2 separate regions of the Gossypium hirsutum genome follow, and region 1 is linked to region 2. The links are chromatin contacts, called in public Hi-C maps. All regions are on one chromosome and are shown on one strand. Each heading gives the region's core, a stretch centred on a gene start, on an enhancer-like site or on the middle of the called end of the contact. The rest is flanking DNA. Distances are from core to core; before and after follow the strand shown.

Region 1 (2,700 bases), core at 184-2,683, 280 kb before region 2:
CCTCCTAAAATAATTGTTGGATTTGTCCTTGCACCCCAAAGGATTTTTACAACTTAACAATGATGACACTCTTAATTGTACATTAGATTAAGGTAGATCCACGATTTGGGCTAAAAATAAAATTATGTATGCATATTATTCTAATTGTTTATATAAAATATATGAAACGATTATCTTCAAAATAATATAATTTACTTTGTAAAATGATGATGATGATCTTTATGTCATTAGTGATTAAAGGTCTGTTTGGCAATACTTTTGAAAAGTGCTGTGAAAAAATACTTTTGAGAAGTACTTTTGAAAATTTCAGTGTTTGGTATTGCTGTCAAAAAGTGCTTTTGAGAAATAAAATGTCCATTTTAGACATGATATTATAAAGTAACAAATATGTATTTAAATAATGTTCAAATTAGTTAATATTATGATATTTTAGCAATAATATAAAAAATAAATAATTATAACTTATTGTTAATATTTTAATATATAATATTAATTTTAAATATTTCTAAGTAATTAATATTAATTGTTTAATAAATTTAATTAGAATATATAAACTATATTTAAATATTTAAATATAATAATTAAATATTTGTAATTAGATATTGACACAATTGTATTATTTTAAAAATGATTTTTTTTAATTTTTAATTAATGCTTTTAACACATTTGTATTATTTTATTTTAAAATGTACTTTGAATATATAACTCATATTAAATATTAACATAATATAAAAAATATAAACTTAACAAATTAAAATATTACATATATTTGAATTAAACTTCAAACAAAAGAAAAAAAAGGGGGAAAATGGATTCTAACGTTAGAAAAAATGAAAAAAAAAAAGAAAAAGAACAAATAAGGCTAAAAAAGTAATATAGCATCAAAAGCACTTTTGGGCTGAAAAAAGCACCAAAATTTCTCCTTTTTCATCTGAGAAAAATGACTTTTCTTAAGTTGAAAAGCTTCTATTTTTTACCTCTGTTCTTTATTGCTTTTTGTGTAAAAGCACTTTTTCCCCTAAAAGTTCATCACAAAATCAATGACGAACGCAGTCTAACTTGTGCACAAACTTAATCAAGGGCTTAATAGATAGTAGGTTTGCTTATGAGTCGAGCTATCCACTCAAACTTGAAGGTCCACTCGAAATTTGAGAAGGTTTGGACAAAAATATCAGGCCCGAAAAAGGGCATGGGCAAAATAGTTATCCTGTTAAAATATGTGTTGGACTTGAGCTTGAATAGTTAAGGCTCGAGTTTGATCCAATCCATTTTCTATGTTTATTATTGAGTATAACTTCTACTTCAGTTAAATTTAAAAAATAATCTTTTCAATTAAATTCTGTTTATTTGTTTTAAACTCTTTTACAATACTAGAGATAAAAAATTCAAGGGCAATAAACAGCGTTAGTTATTCTCTTCCATTAACTCTCCATTTTTGCCGCCTACTTTTCTCATTTAAAAACCGTTTCCCTCCCCTTTTCTCTTCCACTCTTTCTTTTTTTTTCCCTTCCAAACAGACACTCTCAAGTTTCTTTTGTTCTTCATTTTCCTTTCAATCATGTCTTGCTTCATTAGCAAATACGCCGGTAATATTTTTTCCTTTAATTCTCGTCGTTAAATGTATATGTTCTTATATAATCTTAACAATCTCTTTCGATTGATCTTGTTTGTTTGATGTTAGATCGATAATTTGATGACAAAGTTTGCTAATAACTGTTTGATTAAATTAATTGAGCAATGAATTTATAATTTAGCTTTATGCACTAATCACATCACTGATTTTTATATTTGATTTAGTTTCGTTAATCTATGCAATAATCACATCATTGAAACTAGGTCAATCTGAGTTGGAGGTTTTTACAGACGAGAAACCTTCTTTAATTACAGTTTAATTAGATTAATTTAGTAATGACTTTATAATTTAGCTTCATGGCCTATTCACATCACTGATTTTTAGATCTGATTTAGTTTCGTTAATCTATGCAATGATCACATCACTGAAACTAGATCAATCTGAGTTGAAGGTTTTTACTAACGAGAAACCTTCTTTAATTACTGTTTAATTAACTTAATTTAGGAATGAATTTAGAATTTAAATCAATTGATACATGCAGGAGTTAGGTAATAAGTGGAGTAATAGGTCACTATGTTTCAATTTATAGTTTCTTTCGGATCTTTGTTTTTGTTATTATAATTTTATATATAATGTTGCAGATGAGCTAGCTAAAAACGCTGCCTACATCGGCACACCTGGGAAGGGAATCCTTGCCGCTGATGAATCCACCGGCACAATCGGCAAGCGTCTTGCAAGCATTAATGTAGAGAATGTTGAAGAAAACAGGCGAGCTCTTCGTGAGCTCCTCTTCACTGCTCCCGGTGCTCTCCAGTTTATCAGTGGTGTTATATTCTTCGAGGAAACACTATACCAAAAAACTGCTTCTGGTATTATTATCCTTAATAAATTAAGAATGTATCGCAACTTGATCTATTGAATCGTAATACATAATTCGAAATTGTCAAAATGGATATCAATTCGTTTACTTTGTGATGTTTTGGCATTCTTTTGTGAGGTTTTGTGCTTGAATTTAAAGAGAACAATTTTGATTTATGTTTGCAACATAGCCGAACGAGTTCCGTCATGACAATATGGATTTTTAATGGATTATAGTTGGTTTCTAAGAATTGGTTCTTGATTGCAGG
Region 2 (2,700 bases), core at 28-2,527:
TATCTTTGCCCTTGACCTCAGATAAAAGAAGTTGAATCCTTTCATCTTCAGCTTCAGCACCAACTGTAAACAAAATCATATTTATGTAAATCTTTTGAAACACTGTCTATATACAGAATTGTTATATCCTTGTTTGATGGACAAAAAAGAAACATAGATAAGCAATGAAATTCACTCTACATCTTTGTTATCGGAATTGGCTAAATCAGAAATAGTTAAATGCTCAATTCGAGACTTAACCTTTTAGGATTGCTCGCATAAGGGTCAAACCTTTCAAAATGGTCATATAAGGGCTTTTCACGCAATTCAGCTAACAGCTAAATCAGATATTGATTGAAACAAAAAAGAAAACAATAAAGACAATTTGAAAACTGATATAGGACATTTGAAAAACCCTTATTTGAGGGCTTTCAAAACGGTTTGACTTTTCACTTGACCATTTTGAAAGGTTTGACCTTCATTTGAGCACTTCTGTAAATGTCAATTCAATCCCATTAATGTAATGACACCATTAGCATATAAATTAGTATAAGATTATTGAGTTTACCAAATTCAAATTTATTTATGAAACCAAAAAAGACTACCATATTGAATTATATAGAAGTAGCAAATTGCATTCTAGTATTCATTCATCGTACATTTCTCCAAACCAAACATGTTTTGAATTAAGGGGTTCAATATAGATGTGAAATCTCAAACCAATACACAAATACAGTACAAAGTTTATATTTTTATACCAAACCCACCTCATAATCAAATTGACATTCACAAAAAAACAGGTTACAACACAAGAAATCTAAACTTTTGGATCAAACCTATGAAAAAAGGTGCAAATACAATTTACAAACAAATGGATTACCAAGTGCAGAGATTGAAACAGATAAAAGGAAACATAGCAGTCAAATCAAAAAAAAAAAGAAGAAGGTGAAAATAGTTTACCAGAGCCAAGAATGGCCTTAAGATCATCAGCTGAAGGGGAAGTGTTGCCTCCCAAAACAGCCAACAAATAAGCAGCAACAACCTTCATTCTCTCTCTCTTCTATATAATTTCTGTAAAGAAAAACAACAATTAAGTTATAACTATAAAGCCAATGGAGGAAAACGAAAGTTTAAGCAAAGGAGATGAAAGAGAAGAAGAGACAAACCAGGGGCGGCTATGGAAGAAACCCTGGGTTTTCAAATGGAAATAACAAAGGCCGTGACAAGCTTTATATGATATTTGCAAATTAGGGTTTTAGGCTTAAAAGAGAAAATAAGATTTTCAAAAAGGGTAAACTAAAAGAAATAGTCATTTATATATGTTTTAAATTATGTTTTAGTCATCAAACATTAATTTGTTACGAAATGATCATTAACGTTATTCATTTTCTATCATTTTTGGTAATTGAGTCATCAATGATGTAACAAAAAATTGATTTGGTAGGTGTTCATAAGTTGGGTCAAATTAAATTATGATATTAACACATTTTATACATACTTAAGCTTGGCCTGACCAAAATATGAGTTAAAAATTTGCCCAAACTCATCTATATTTATAATTGGTTAACATAAGTCTATTTTAGTCTCGTCTATATCATTTTTTAAAAATTTTAAAATATTTTCAATTTAATATTTTAATAAATTTTTATATTTTTAGTTTATTAAAAATTAAATATACGCATCTTAAAGGTATTTTTTGATATTTACATTATAGTATTATATATTATTATAAATTTAGTTTTTATGTATTATAAATTATATAATAGATATAAATAACATACTATAATATAGTAAAACATAGAATATGAGCTAGATTTGGGCCTTGAATGTTTGAGCTACAGTCTGAGTTTAACCTATATTTTGAATGAGCTTAGATTTTTTTTTCAAGCCCGTTTTCAGACCTAATTTTTTTTTTCAAACTCTCGTAAATTTTAAGTAGACTTTCGAGCTTGGGCAGGTAACTAATTCATGAACAAGTTTAGTTAAATCACCATTTCAAACGAAATTTTTAGGTCAAATTGTACCTCTAATCCCTATATTTTTTCTTTTGAGTAATTTAATTGTTTTCTTTTAACTTCCCTTTTTTTTTCCAATTGATATCAACAAAATTTTTTCACTTCTCTTTATTTCCCTCTATTTTTTTTTCTTTACAAAAGATTTGAGGAATGTTATACCTCCTAGTCCTCGAACACATTTTTTTGAGCATCCACCCTTCGTAGACATCAAATACTCCTCAAATAACCCTTTGAGGGCAACTTCTAGCATATACTCCTCAACTACACACCCAAGTGGACCCCACACATTAACCATCACTTCTAACACAACTTTCATATCTTATTTGAAGTGCTTAATAATGTGTACAATCGTCACTCTATCTAGACCTATAGTGGCATAGTACTTGGGTAACTTGATTTGGGCTCACTCATTGGAAAGACAACACATGACACTTCAGGATCATTGTTAAGGGTATATAAACCTTTAGTCCATACTAAAAATGGGATATTCTCTATCTCTCTGATAGGGAATAAAGTGGAAAAAGAATTGTATTCAAATTGTTCGACTTGAGAAAAAAAGATTAAAATCTGACTTGTAAAAAAGAAATAAACAAATTTAGAAATAAAGAAAATAAAAACACTAAAAGAAGAAATTTGAGAACAAGTAATAAATAAAATAATAAATTAAAAAAATTAGAAAAAAAATAAAGTAGAAAATGTATCACAC

Evidence for each region. A called contact is a pair of places that touch in the nucleus more often than the background predicts.
Region 1: a Hi-C map of leaf shows a contact between it and region 2, with 2.5 times the contacts expected there. The contact joins the promoter of LOC107905363 here to the promoter of LOC107925548 in region 2. A contact is called at or near these places in 2 of 34 Hi-C or Micro-C datasets (both in leaf).

Annotation. Positions count from the first base shown.
Region 1 is chrA01:117,207,253-117,209,952 of Gossypium_hirsutum_v2.1, reverse strand. LOC107905363 (fructose-bisphosphate aldolase 6, cytosolic) reads left to right here and starts at 1,433. Exons shown (of 3, transcript XM_016832012.2): 1 at 1,433-1,586; 2 at 2,215-2,442; 3 at 2,700. The coding sequence starts at 1,559.
Region 2 is chrA01:116,924,617-116,927,316 of Gossypium_hirsutum_v2.1, reverse strand. LOC107925548 (60S acidic ribosomal protein P2A) reads right to left here and starts at 1,277. Exons shown (of 4, transcript XM_016856270.2): 1 at 1,146-1,277; 2 at 940-1,050; 3 at 1-63. The coding sequence starts at 1,027.